Regions from separate parts of the Mus musculus genome. Here all the other regions are linked to region 3. The links are chromatin contacts, called in public HiCAR-type, HiChIP or PLAC-seq and Micro-C maps. All regions are on one chromosome and are shown on one strand. The core of a region is the stretch at or near the end of the contact, and the rest is flanking DNA. Distances in the headings are between cores, read along the strand shown.

Region 1 (3,532 bases), core at 1,027-3,526, 1.5 Mb before region 3:
TGCTCTTCCAAAGGACCTGAGTTTGGTTCCCAGCATCTACATCAGGCATCTCACAGCCACCTGTTACCTCAGATCCAGGGGATCTGATGCATATGTGACCACATATGCATATAATGACCACATGTGTATAATCTATAAAAAATTATTTCACGTGCGTTGGTATTTTGCCTGCATGTATATTTGTGTGAGGGTATCAGAGCCTCTGGAACTGGAGTTACTAGAACTGGAGCTGCAGGCAGTTGTAAGCTGCCATTGGGTGCTGGAAATTGAGCCTGAGTCCTCTCCAGCCCCACATAAAAAGAATTGCATTCATTAACTTTAGCATCAACCTTGATTCACAGGTCTCTAAGTACTTGTAAGCTGCCAGATTTCTAAAGGTGTGTTTGAATGTTCTAAAATATTGGCAATTATTTTCCTTAAAGGCTTACCTCACTCCTTTGAAAGAAAATATCTGCTGTATATGCAAGTGTGAAAAATGGTAGCTTATCTGTCCATAATTCTTTTAAGGAAAACATTGTTATTTATTTTAAAATACTTCCAGTTCTAGCCAACACATATGTAAGTATGTACATAGCACTCCTTAACAGAAGCATGTCCCACATTTATACCACCAACATGGCTATTAACATTTTTAAAAAGCAAATATTACCTTAGTATTGTTGCAGAAAAATTTGATCCAAGAAAATCCAGTGAAAGGTGATGGGGCTACCAAGGGTCAATGGCTAATTGTGTGTGTGTGTGTGTGTGTGTGTGTGTGTGTGTGTGTGTGTGTGTGTGAGAGAGAGAGAGAGAGAGAGAGAGAGAGAGAGAGAGAGAGAGAGAGAAGGCAACTTCTGTGATCATTTTGTAGGCACTGTCCACATTATTTTATGTCATTGGCCTGGAACTCTCCAGCTAGGCCAGGACAACCAGTACACTTCAGAGACCTGCCCATCTCTAGCCCACAGTGCTGAGATGACAGATGTGTACTACCATATCCTCTTATTTATGTATTACTATTATTATTATGCACACACACAAGCTCCTGTGTGTACTGTGTGTATGTGGGTGTCATAAGCCATAGTGCACATGCAGAGAGACAGCTTTCTGCAGTTGCTTCTCTCCTTGAGGGCTGGGGCTGTAGCTCAATGACAGTGTTCTTTGCCTAGTATGTGCAAAGCTCTGGGCCTCAACTCTTACACTGAAACAAAGAAAACTCCTAGGTCAGACCTTTTGATAGTTTTACAAGCATGCATGGGTAATTTTTTTAAATTTTATTTCATTTATTTTTTGAGTCGGAGTCTCACTATGTAGCCCTGGCTGGCCCTGACCTTGCAGAGCTCCACCGGCCCCAAGCTCAAGTGCTAGGATTAAGGGCTGAACCATCATGACTGTCTCAATACTTTTCAAGCATGTTTCAAGCATTTCAAGTGCCGTAGAGATTTTCTCTTTTTTTTCTTTAGGGTTTGTTTTTGTTGTATGTGTATGTTTACATGCTTGTATGTGTACATGGTGCCTGTGGAAGCCAGAATAAGGTGTCATATCCCCTGGACATGGAGTTACAGCCAGTTGTGGGCCACTGTGTGAGTCAGTCCTGCGAACCAAAGCAGGTTCTCAGCAAGGGAAGCCAATGATCTTAATGGCTGAGCCATTCCCTCCAGCTTCTTTTCCATAGAAACTTCTGTAGAGTCACTAGAGAGGCTCCTGTAAGCCTCTTTCTAAGCTCAGGAAACAAGCACCCTATCTCCAACAGTCATCAATCTTTCTCCTTTAAAACAAACAACTCTTTAAGTGAGGCCACCGAGCTCTCCGAGTTAGGAGGCAACCACATACGGAAACCTGGAAGGGAACAACAGTAGGCTGTTAGGAAGTTAGTTGGTTAGTTGGTTGGTTAGTTAGCCTAACCCAGGACACCTGTACTTCAAGCAAATGGCTCGAAGTCTCAAAATCACCTTCAGAGGGAGCATGAGTGCTGGAAGAAGGGTTTAGGAAAGTTTACTAATTAATTCCCGGCCACTGACCCAGTGGTAAAGAGCGATGGGACTGTGGATAGACACCAAGCTGCGTGCTGGTATAGGCAGCGGCACCGTGGACAGCGCCAAGCACTGAGCTGCACACAAAGCCAGTGCTGAATACTCCCATGCAGAGAGCCGGGTGGAGAGAGGCGGCTTCATCAGCTGATGCCTTACGTAGTGCGGGAGCCCCACTTTGCTAAAGCAGGTCTGGGTGGGCGCGCCAGCGTGCCCTCTCGGAGCAGCAGCCTCAGGCACGGTGGAGAGAGATCAGGACAGGGCAGAAGGCCATCTCCAGAAAGCAGGTATCTACGTGGCTTCCAGTCCCCAACCCCCACCCCTCGGAGCCACTGCCGGGAGAGGGGGGAGGTGGGCAAGGAGCAACCCTGGACCAGCGACTGTTCTGACGCACTAGCTGAGTTCTGGGCATCCACCCTGCACTGGGCGGGGGCCGACCTCAAGGATGCTCTGCTGCAGGCGACCAGACAACAGTCTCCGCCTAGGTGAGGAACAGCAGGCATGTGATAGCAAAGGCGGGCCCTGGCTTCTAGATTCAGCCCCTTGAGTCCGCTTTCCATATCTCTAAGGATACCTGGGCTGCGCTGCTTGTAGCCCAGCACCCTCCTCTCTGCTACAATTTCCTCCGGACTCTGACTGGGTGGAGACTGAGGCCAGGTTCTTGGCTCTTAGCAAAATCCTCTCCATTGGCCATCGGTCGCAAACATCTAGATTGACTTCAGTGGGCTCGGTGGCAACACAGTCTAAACACAGGTGTCCTGGGACAGCAATGGATCTGCCTGTAAACTTGACCTCCTTTTCTCTCTCTACTCCCTCCTCTTTGGAACCTAACCGCAGCTTGGACACGGAAGTCCTGCGCCCTAGTCGGCCTTTTCTCTCAGCTTTCCGAGTGCTAGTCCTGACTTTGTTGGGCTTTCTAGCTGCGGCCACATTCACTTGGAACCTGCTGGTGCTGGCTACCATCCTCAAGGTACGCACCTTCCACCGAGTACCACACAACCTGGTAGCTTCCATGGCCATCTCGGATGTGCTAGTGGCTGTGCTGGTTATGCCACTGAGCCTGGTACATGAGCTGTCTGGGCGCCGCTGGCAGCTGGGCCGGCGTCTATGCCAGCTGTGGATCGCATGTGACGTGCTCTGCTGTACTGCCAGCATCTGGAATGTGACAGCAATAGCTCTGGACCGCTACTGGTCAATCACGCGCCACCTGGAGTACACACTCCGTACCCGCAAGCGTGTCTCCAATGTGATGATCCTGCTCACCTGGGCACTCTCCACTGTCATCTCTCTGGCTCCACTGCTATTTGGCTGGGGAGAGACTTATTCTGAGCCCAGTGAGGAATGCCAAGTCAGTCGCGAGCCTTCCTACACCGTGTTCTCCACCGTGGGTGCCTTCTACCTGCCGCTGTGCGTGGTGCTCTTTGTGTACTGGAAAATTTACAGGGCGGCGAAATTCCGCATGGGCTCCAGGAAGACCAACAGCGTCTCCCCCGTACCCGAAGCTGTGGAGGTGGGTGCTATAA
Region 2 (3,192 bases), core at 251-2,750, 1.1 Mb before region 3:
CTGAGCCGTGCTCTGAAACCATTTTCACCACAAGCGTTGCAGTTTGGTTTCCTGGTTGACACTGAGCCTTTAACAGGTTTCTAGAGGAAGTTAGAGAGCTGACTGAAGTGGTATGTAGTGATAAGGAAAAGGGGGTGATTAAATCTGTACTCACAGCAAGTGATCACATCTCTAAATACTAGGTGTTCCTACATACAGGTTAAATGTTTTTCTAGTGAATGTTTCAGTACAGAATGTTTAGAGTTTCCTGTCCTGGAGAATTTCAGTTTTAGGTGAAATTAAGAAAACTACTTTCTTAAGGTCATAGCTATGTTAGAACATGAGATTTGAGTCAAGGCAGACATAGAGTTGAAATCCTGACTCATTCGAAGTGGATATTCAGTGGCCTTTGAGCAATTTAATCTTCATTTGCTATAATTGAGATGCACGTCTTTTTTCATGTGTAATACGTTATAAAGTATTATGAAGTAATTTTATCATTGTACCTATTTTTGAGAGGTCTTTCTCAAGACCAGCACTGATATTATCTTGAAAATATTCTCAGTTGGGTAGTCCATCCTGAACAGTGTAAAAATTAGGAAAAGGTGACAAGGGGTTCAAGCAGTTTAGATATGAATTAATGTGCTTTCTGACAGAAATCTAGTTAGTCAGTGAGGCTCCATGCCAGGCTTACTTTTATTGGGCAATGACTTCATGACGATTTTTTAAAAAAGGAATTTTTTTTCCTTCTGTTTCTTAAATGAACATTATAAAGCAGGGATTTTAGGGATTTTTTTTTTTTTTTATGAGGAAAAATTTCAATCACCTAAAAGTTGAATTTCACAGCAGACATTCTTTTAGCTCCCTAAGACTTTCCGGGAATGTGGATGCCCGCGTCTGGAATTCTCACTGAGCGGCGACCAGCCTCCATGCCGGGCCTCTCCAAGGGCCCACCTGCGGGGCTCCTCCGCCTTCCCAGCTCGCTTTTGCCCGAAACCTCGTCCTCAAAGCCGCAGGCTTGGGGACTTGCTTTAGGATGCTCTGGAGTCCGTCTTTGAGGTCGTGGTACCTAGTGCCACCGCCACACACCTCCTCTCCTTTCCTAAGACCCTACGCGCGAGGCTTTCCGCCAGCTCGCGCGAACGCGAGTGCGCGTGCGTCGATGTAGCGTTCGCGCGCCTCAAGCTTGGGGGCGCGGTAGCCAGACTCGGCCGTTAGCGTCTCCGGCCGCGCTTCGGCTCCACTTGCCACGGCGGCTCAGCCGTCGTAAAGCGCAGCCGCGCCTACTGCTGCAAGGCGATTTATGTCGACTTTACGGCGTGTGGCCGTCCACACTCCTCCCGCCTGAAGCCTCGGCCTTCCAGCCCGGCCGAAACTGTGTCTGTGCGCTGCTCTTTCTAGCGCGCGCCGCCGGGCACTCGCTGGCGTTCAGGCACCCGGGACCTTAGGCGTCCGCCCGCCGCCGCCTGGCTCTTCCGCCCGCCTTGCTCCCGGCGTGCACCGCGGCGCGGCCATGTTGCCGTAGTGTTGTTTTCTTCCTGCGGAGGCGAGGGTCCGCTGCGGACCGCGACGCGCGGGCCTCGCCTCTGCTCGCTCGCGGGCGCCGGCCCTCGCCGCTCCCCCGCCTCCCCGGCCCGCACCAGAGCCGTCGGCCTGCCAGGAGCTCGGGGGACGGCTGAAGGCCGGGCCCGGGGACCACCATGGCGGCCGCCCTGGGCGCAGGCGGAGGAGCAGGCGCTGGAGGTACGTGGGCCGCGGCGGGGGCCGTAGACCGGGCACCCTTTATGTAGGGCCTTCGTGCTGCCCCGCCACAGACGGAGCCGCCCCGGGCTTGCCGCCGCCGTTCAGGCCGGGAGCGCGGAGCGTTAGGCCCGAGGCGGCGACGCGAGGTCGGCGGCGGCCCCGCGACGGGGTCGGGGGGCCCTGGCGACTTCCAGTCTTCTTGGAAGATGCGCCCTGGGCAGCGGCAAGCAGCCTACTCAGTGTAAAAAGAATTTTGCGGTTTATTAGGGTGCTTTAAATAAACCTATTATCATCTAAGGAAAACTTGTGTTTGGCAGTATGCTTGAAAGGGATGAAGACCGTGTACAAAGGGTTGGTTACTGAACCAGTTGTTTGAGTATTTTCATTTCGCAATCGTAAACGATATGGAAAGACTAGCCAGTTATAAGTAAAACCACGTTTTGTTGAACGAGGGTTTTTTTTTTTTTTTTTTTTTTTAAAGATGTGGAACAATAAAAAAAATGACGTTTCAGGACTTGGATAAAAGACCCTCACGGTAAAATGTGGACAACAAAAGCATTTGCCAGCTAGTTCTGGCTATAGACACTTGAACTATTCTACATATTCCAGAGGTGTTAGTGATGCTTACTTACAGATTGGGGGTTGGGGTGGGCATGTTAAACAACCCTGCTTAGGAGTTCTGACCTCAAAACAAAAAACCCAAACGGCAGAGACTACATCCAGAATGCCATTTCTGGCAGGATGTGGTATGGTATATGTCACTGCCAGCTTACATAGATGATTTTTTTTTTTTTAACATGCAGATTCGAGGCTTTCTAGTTAAATGCTTAAAATACATTTTGTCTACTCTACCTGATTAGAGAAGGTAAAAACTTAAGGTTTTATATGTGAGTCTCAGTGTTATGGGAGCCCTTGGGTCAAAGCTGTTTTTAAAAGATGAAGATGATATTTTCATTTTCCATTTTTTCTCACTAGTGTGGTTTGGTTTTCCAGAGGCTGTGTGGCATGTGAAGACTTGACATGGATGGCTTGGGGACTATGCGCTTTTATGATCTTTTAAGTTTCTCATTTAAAACTTTAATAGTAAAAACTGATAAATATCCACACAAATAAAACTTGAGGGCTGTATATTAGTTTTTAGCCAGAAAGTTTGAGGGTTGTAATTTTAGAAGGCTAGATTGCCTTTTTGGAAGTTTGGAATTTTTCTTCCATCTTAATATCTTGTCAGCATTTCCATTGCTTAGACTTAATCCAAACTCCTTGGGAAAGTAGGCAAGTTCTTTTGAATATTCACCTTGGTGCTCAGCAGCTCTGCAGTCCTGGAACTGCTGGACCTCTTCAGCCCATGTGCAGTACACTGTTCCTGCCTTGAAGGGGTTACACTCCTATTGGTAGTTGGTCATCTCTGAGGCTTACTGTTGGGTAAGTTCACCCTTTCTAGTTCTTTCTGAACCCTGGCTGGTTCAACTT
Region 3 (3,478 bases), core at 676-3,175:
CAGCTATACAAATGAACTGAGGGTGGTTTTTAACAATGCATACAAAACCTGGGCAAGCCCAAGTCAGTCAAAAATCTCAGTATGAAGAAAGAAGTAAACATGAAGACCCACCCCTATCTGAGGAGTTATTGACAACTGACAGCTGCTAAAAAAGAGTCAGTTTTTTTTTTAAAGTGCGCTACTCATAGGTCAACCATAACCTCCGATAAATGCCCACACACCCAAGCATGGAAAGGCAGCACAAATTTGATTCAAATGGTTTAAAAAAAAAAAAGTCATGAAGTTGGGAATGTGGAGAGAGGTCCGGGAGGGGCTGGGGAGGGATGAATGTGCTCAAAATACATTGTATGAAATAATCAAAGAAGTAATAAAAATAAAAATTAACCAACTACATTGTACTAAACTCTATCAACTCAGATTTAATGCATCTCCTCTTACTTCAGTATGACTCGGCAAGCCAGTTCTCAGTTTTCAAAATCAGTAACTGCACAAACTGAACCAGAATGTTTCCCTCAAACCAAGGGTGTGACTGAGAGGGGAACGTGAACTAGAAGAGAGGTGAATGCAAATATGTAACTTGAACATACTTTGCAGAGTTATGGGGACACAAACTAATTCTTTTACAATAGTGTAGGGCATCCTGAAAGGCACTCATCAAAAGAGACCTTAGGGAGCCAAGCTGGCTTCCTGACCTGCTAGAAACAGCAGGATGAAAGGGGTCCATCCTTTCCAGAGCAGTTGTTTGACAGCACTGTAGGTTCCTGCTCTCGCCCTTCCTACGAAAGACTTGTCTACACTCCTCGGGAAGTTTTTAACTCTGTCCTGGATAGAGGGGTTTAGAGAGGGTGTGAGTATAGGGAGATGCGGGTGGGAGGCCAGAGCCACTGCAGGGCTGGAAGCTTGGGAAGCCAGGTGTCTGTACTTACAGCTGAGCCACAGCAAGCTCAGCCCAGATACCAGGTACCACGCCCGGCTAGAAGAAAAGAGGCAGCCACCCATCACCCTATACCCTCAGTTAGCAGGAGATGCGGGATAAACTCAGGTGAAGATGGTGAAGCAGATGATAAAGGTGCAGATGAGTTGAATGGACGCATAGGGAGAGTATAGGAGAAATGGACGCAGGTTAAGTGTAGGTGACTGAGGAGGTCCGATGATGACGGGCTACAAGTGTTGGGAGGAGAGCCGAACTCAGGTGACCAGAGGTGGGCACAGGTGACTGGAAGCGGGCAGAAATGATAGGAGGGAGCTCAGGGAAAGGGAGGAGCACAGGTGACGCAGCGGAAGGAAGACATAGGTACGGGGTGGTGGGTGGGTATAAAGGTGACAGGAGAAAGATAGGAAGTTAGAATGAAGGGGAGGGAACATAGGTAAGGAGAGGACAGAAAGGAGGGGAGAGAACGCTGGTGGCGCGAGGGAGACCTACAAGAGGAGAGAGCAGTAGGGTGACAGAGCAGGAGGTGACAGAGGTGAGAAGATGGGGAGCAGGTGAACGGGTCTCAAGTGATGCGGGGCGTCGGAGTCAGTCTGCAGCAGACCCAGTGGGGTGCTGGAAGGCCAACATGCGTGAAGGGTCCGGGAAGAAACTATGGGACCGTGCTGGTCTACGCTGCGCTCCTGGGTCCAACGCGCGGCGCAGCACCAGGGAACCGCCCGACCACGCACCGTGGACTCTCGCACTTGGCTGTGGAAGTGCTGCTCCCGCGCCGACACCTCGTCCTGCCCTTCCATCCTCCTTTCATACCCACCGCAGGGCCGCCCGCGTCTGCGCGCTCCGCCGCACCATTGCCCGCGGGCGGCGGGGCTATACAGTCTCTCGTGGCCGGACAGAAACGCCACCTAGACCGCAGCAGGATCGGAAAACGCCGCCTGAGCTCAGGGAGAAGCGGTTCAAGATACAAGAGGCGGGGAATGGCCACAGCCTGGGCGGGGCTTGAGGTCGGGGCGGGACTTGTGCGTCACTCTGAGAGCGCCGTACGTCAGAGAAGAGCGCCTCTGCGCGTGGGGCGCTGGGCCGAAGGTCGCTAGGCGCCTTGGAGAGAGACTGGAGGAACGGGGGCGGGGTTTTTAGGGTCCTGGACTGAAGTGGCCTTCTGACGCGTGCTGCAGCAGGACATAAATCTCGGAGCTGGGCCTGAAGTGTTGTGGTCCAGCCTTGTTAGTCATTGCCCAGAGTAAGGGCGGGCCGAAGCTCCAGGCAGGGGATGAGGTCTAGAGGCGGAAGCCCTGGTGCGAACGGGATTTGGAGATCCGGGCACAGGTGCACCCGCCCTCACTTGTTTATTGAAGCTTTTGGATCACCCCGGGGCTTTTGGATCACGCCTTGCTCCACCCTTGTTCTCAGAATCTGAGTTTAGCACTGGGCTCGACCAACCTTAAAGACCTAGGGCCTACTACGGAAAATTTCTCTCCCAAGCAAGTGCAAAGCGGGAAAGCCGTTGCAGCTTAGCACTCTGAAGTCCTTCTGCCTCTGCGGAGATAGGAGAGCCGCTGTCCTGGAGAACTGAGATAGCCTAGGGCCCCCAGGTCTGAAGATGGGCTCTGATGGTTAATGATCCTCTGTAGGCCTTAAACAACGCCCTTGATATGAGGCACGACTAAGTATGCCAACACAGCCATTTCCCTTCATTATGCAATTTTTGTTTTAAAATTGGAATTTAAAGGAGTATTTGGTTGGTTGATTTGGATTTTCTAGACAGGGTTCTCTATGCAGTCCTGGTTGTCCTGAAACTCAAGAGATCCGACTGCCTCTGCTTCCGGGGAGTCATGATTAAAGGCCTGGGCCAAAACAGCTGGAATTAAAAGGATTATTTGCAATTTTGATTCTGGGTTCATTTGGTAGAAGAGCCTGGGGAACCTGAGTCTTGCTCCCAGCGTGTGTTCCCGATACAGCAGGCTCATCAGTCAGCAACAACGTGTCTGAATTCAAACCAGTTTGCCTTTGACGTGTCTTTAAATGTCTCAGCCCTAAAGAACAAGGAAAAAGACCTTTTTCCTGGACAACCGCGTTCTGGGAGCTAGGTTAAATACCCACCTGAACTGATCTGGATGATTCCTGGGCTAATCTGTCCAAATCAAAGGATAAACACATCAGCTTTTGAGGTGTGTAGCTCTGGGGCAGATATTCCAGAAAGTATTTCACATCTTTCCAATTGAATACTGCAACCATTTAAACCCTTACATTTCTGTTGCAGGGCTATTCATGGAAGCTTACCCAGCTTTCATTCAGTTTTATTTGTTTCATTTTCTTTGGCACTTTTAAACTTAGCCAAGATAACCAACTTCAAAAATGGACACCACTCCCCTGCCAAGCACTGTAAGACTCCAGGGAGCCTTAGCTTACCGAGGACCCCCTGAGTGAACCACGTGGAATTTATTTATTTATTTTGTTTGTTTGTTTTTCGAGACAGGGTTTCTCTGTGTAGCCTTGGATGTCCTGGAACTCACTCTGTAGACCAGGCTGGCCTCGAACTCAGAAATC
Region 4 (3,519 bases), core at 937-3,436, 1.6 Mb before region 3:
AGTACTTGTTAAGACACAACTGTGACCACTCTCACTACTGGAAGAGGCAGGTCACTAGAGAAATGTCAGCAGCAAACAGAATGGAATAGAATTAATCACACAGTAACTAGACAAGGTGTAAGCACAGCAGAAAAGCCGAAATGGAAATGCGGGCATCTCTCGGAGGGATTGACTGGAAGCAGAGAGAGGAAGAGGCACTGCTGGGTTTCAGTGTGGGCACACTACTTTTGGTCCTGTGTGATCTGGTGAGAGTCTCTCGGTCACATTGAGAGAGGAATGTGGCTCTCCAGAGATAACCTATTGCAGATGGGAGTCAAAGTTCTGAGAGTCAACGAGGCAGCCACCAGGCATCAGAGGAGAACAACTTGACAGTGGTGTGCAGGCCGGAGTCAAGGAAGAGCTGAAAGCAATGCAGTCTCGAATAGTCTGCAAGCACCATCTCAGAACTGGAGCAGCCGAGGAGGTCTGTACCCACTGCATGGAAAACCGACAGTCCCCAGCCACGAGCTGGCTTCCCTGGACCAAGTAACTTTACCTTCATACACAGACTTCATCCACCGGCTTTAGCCTCGCATCACTCAGAAACATGAACACAGCAAGCCCTCCCTGGCCTCGCCTTCTCAGGTCCCAGGGCTTTCTCTTCATGACAAATTTCCAGAAACAAGTCTGACTGCGCTGTCCATCTTTTCTCTGTATTCGCAAGGACACTCAAACCTCCTCAAACTGCGCATTACTAATTCCATCTCACAGGAGCCACACTGTAACTATGCCCAGTGACCGTCAGGACTCGGGCCAAGTATACACAAATGCCTTTAATGCCTAGCACACGCACTCCACACAAACAACTTCTTGGACTCAATATCCGTTTAACACTCAACACCTCCAGCACCTCCACCTGTTGTATTTGTAGGACTCAGTATTCAAGGGCACTCTTCTACGGCACTCCGTGTACCAGGCCCGATGCCCAGACTGTACTGGGGTGCTCACCACCTGTGAGCTTCCTCAATCTGTATTACAAAACTTAAAGAATGGGTGCCCTGGCTCTAAACCTTTTAAAGAAGGCACTATTTCAGAATACAAGGGCTTACAAGGGGGATTTTTTTAAAGCACTCAGATTTCACACATAGTTGGGCAAACAGCGCAGCTCAATGTGTTCTTGGTTTTAAGTGACATTTAGTCCAAGGCCCTTATAAGAGCAAAAGTCCTAAAACGAAGAACAAGAAAGGGTAAAAGAAGAAATGTGGTGGTAGTAGTGGGGTGATCGGTACTAGAAAAAGTCAGCTACAATCACTGATCACACAACCGAAGACCCAACGGACTTTGGTTACTAGGATACAAGTATGAGTCTCTGGAAAGCCAAGCTCAGTGGCTCTTGGACAATTCCTTCCTTAGGACCCGTTTAGCTTACATTACCAGACACCGAAGGCGACACAACTGTAAGCATAGTTTAGAAAAGAAATGTTTGGGGCACTGTCCTGAAGATACCACGATCACAGCCACTGTCCTGTGGATGGATTCAGACCCACGATCACACGCACGAATCACGGTGACCGTGTAAGCAAGGGTACCTTCCATACCTACCGTACAATCCACCCTAAGGGAAAAATCAGGGGCCGGGAGGACAGGCCCCTTGGCAAGGGACACGCTCAGCAGGGCCCCGGCAAGATGCTCGGCCGGCCGCTGCGCTAGGTCGGTGCTCGCGAGGCCCTTCCCGCGGCCCTTCGCTGCCCGGCGTGCCCCGCGGCTCCGGCCTGGGGTCCTGCAGGGCGCGCGCGCGACGAGGCGGGGGCGTGCGGGGGGAATGGCCCGGCAGAGGGGCCCCGCGCGGGCGGTACCTGCGGGTCGATGTCGCCCACCGCGTAGTACTTGACCTCGCGGAATAGCTCCTCTGGAACTTCGGGCGCCGGCTCCGACATGATCGCGGCGGCGCGGCGGCGCCCGGCCCCGCGTCACCCGGCCCGCCGCGCCCAGCGTCGTAGCTCTGCCTACTGCCCGGCGGCACAGCCCGGCCCGCAGCCGCAGCTGCACTCGGACCCGCGCCCCCGCCCGTCCGAGGCCCGGAGCGCGGGAGCCGTGCGCGCCCTGAGGCACGTACCACCACACCAGCTCGGCAGGGGAGTATGTGGGACCCTCCCGCCTTGCGCGCCGCACAGCGCTCCTTACACCACCGCTTCGGGCATCAGTGCTGATGGTCTACAATAGTTCGTACGGCACATGGCAGCCTTGTCCCGGCCGAGTTTTCACGACCGAGAACCGAGGACACAGAGAGACTATTTCCCTCACATGGCCGCAGTGGACTAGCCAGGGGGCGGGTCCTGGGCGGGACTCCCGTCACCCCGTGCGGCCACCTGACAGCGCATGCGCCAAGGAGGCGGAGCCTCGGCACGGAAGGGGACCTGAACAATCCAGCGTTCGCTCTTCAGCTGTCGCCAGCGCTGCTGTTGGACAGCACGCGATCCGGCCCAGAGTCAGGCAGACCCTGGCTAATGGTTACTTTCCTTCGTCTGCCCCTTCCGCATCTACTGAGGTAGTTGGCGGGGAACTGATCTTCGATGAGGCAGGTTAAGAGCAAAGTAGGAGCCGGCGACATAGCTCAGCAGGCAGACATCTGCCGCCAATCTGAGTTCGATCCCTGGGACACACGTGATGGCAAGCAAGAACCGGCTCCAGCAAGTTGTTCTCTGGCCTCCACAAGCACACTGTTGCGCACACACGTACACACATTACACACACACTCTCTAAATAAATGTACATTTTTCTACGTGTATTGGAGTTTTCCCTGCATGTATGTATCTGCACCCTGTGAGTGTCTGGTGCCCACAACAGTCAGAAGGTGGCTTCAGGATCCCCTGGAACTGAAGTTACACGACACGTGGGTGTTGGGAACCAAATTTGGAGATGCTGCAAGAGAACCAAGTGTTCTGAACTGCTGAGCCGTCCAACCCTCGGTCAACATAGTTTTTAAAGGTAAACAGCAAAATCTATAAAAATTATCTTAGCAGATAATTATATTAAATATGGATGTGTAAAGTTACAGGAAACAATGACAAGCTGAAACTGCTGTGGGGCGCTCGCAGAATGACAAGTCCCGCAACTCGTGATACTGCTCTTTAATCAAGTTTTGTGTTTTCTGTGACCTTCATGCAGATAGAGTGTTGTTCTTTTTTTTTTTTAAGATGTATTTATTATTATAATATGTACGTACACTGTAGACACATCAGAAGAGGGCATCAGATCTCATTACTGATGGTTGTGAGCCACCTTGTACCTTGTGGTTTCTGGGATTTGAACTCGGCCTTTGGAAGAGCAGTCAGTGCTCTTAACCGCTGAGCCATCTCCCCAGCGCCCCCCCCTCCCCCCCGGGTGTTGATGTTCTTATAGTCTCAAACGAACTCAGAGCAGAGCCATTTTGTTTTACAGCGATCAGAAAATAAGCACCCTGTTTAAGTTGGATAAACTGAGTTCAGTTAGGTTAAAAACAAATGGCTTGGCAATTAGGATCATTTACTGCTCTAGCAA

What was found. Hi-C and Micro-C count contacts between places; a contact is called where the count stands out from the background. HiCAR-type assays count read pairs that join an accessible place to other places. HiChIP or PLAC-seq counts read pairs in DNA pulled down with a chosen protein or histone mark.
Region 1: a Micro-C map of embryonic stem cells shows a contact between it and region 3, with 6 times the contacts expected there. The contact joins the promoter of Htr5a here to the promoter of Lmbr1 in region 3. A contact is called at or near these places in 2 of 39 promoter capture datasets (embryonic stem cells and hippocampal neurons) and 1 of 484 Hi-C or Micro-C datasets (embryonic stem cells).
Region 2: a contact with region 3 is called in a HiCAR-type map of astrocytes, with 6 times the contacts expected there. The contact joins the promoter of Rbm33 here to the promoter of Lmbr1 in region 3. A contact is called at or near these places in 18 of 39 promoter capture datasets (the 3T3-L1 cell line, 3T3-L1-derived adipocytes, the HPC-7 cell line and 12 more), 1 of 484 Hi-C or Micro-C datasets (embryonic stem cells), 13 of 115 datasets of contacts at active chromatin or transcription factors (astrocytes, cardiomyocytes, embryonic forebrain and 8 more) and 2 of 9 other capture datasets (adipose tissue and macrophages).
Region 4: an H3K27ac HiChIP or PLAC-seq map of thymic regulatory T cells shows a contact between it and region 3, with 12 times the contacts expected there. The contact joins the promoter of Paxip1 here to the promoter of Lmbr1 in region 3. A contact is called at or near these places in 4 of 39 promoter capture datasets (embryonic stem cells, hippocampal neurons, liver and 1 more), 2 of 484 Hi-C or Micro-C datasets (CD4 T cells and uterus) and 6 of 115 datasets of contacts at active chromatin or transcription factors (astrocytes, embryonic midbrain, embryonic stem cells and 3 more).

Annotation. Positions count from the first base shown.
Region 1 is chr5:27,839,671-27,843,202 of GRCm38.p6, forward strand. It overlaps Htr5a (5-hydroxytryptamine (serotonin) receptor 5A), which reads left to right and starts at 2,277. Exons shown (of 2, transcript NM_008314.2): 1 at 2,277-3,519. The coding sequence starts at 2,779.
Region 2 is chr5:28,315,689-28,318,880 of GRCm38.p6, forward strand. It overlaps Rbm33 (RNA binding motif protein 33), which reads left to right and starts at 1,501. Exons shown (of 19, transcript NM_028234.1): 1 at 1,501-1,722. The coding sequence starts at 1,680. Gm35602 (a long non-coding RNA gene) reads right to left here and starts at 1,399. Exons shown (of 5, transcript XR_003955879.1): 1 at 806-1,399.
Region 3 is chr5:29,376,465-29,379,942 of GRCm38.p6, forward strand. It overlaps Lmbr1 (limb region 1), which reads right to left and starts at 1,926. Exons shown (of 17, transcript NM_020295.3): 1 at 1,663-1,926. The coding sequence starts at 1,728.
Region 4 is chr5:27,789,364-27,792,882 of GRCm38.p6, forward strand. It overlaps Paxip1 (PAX interacting (with transcription-activation domain) protein 1), which reads right to left and starts at 2,187. Exons shown (of 21, transcript NM_018878.3): 1 at 1,836-2,187. The coding sequence starts at 1,916.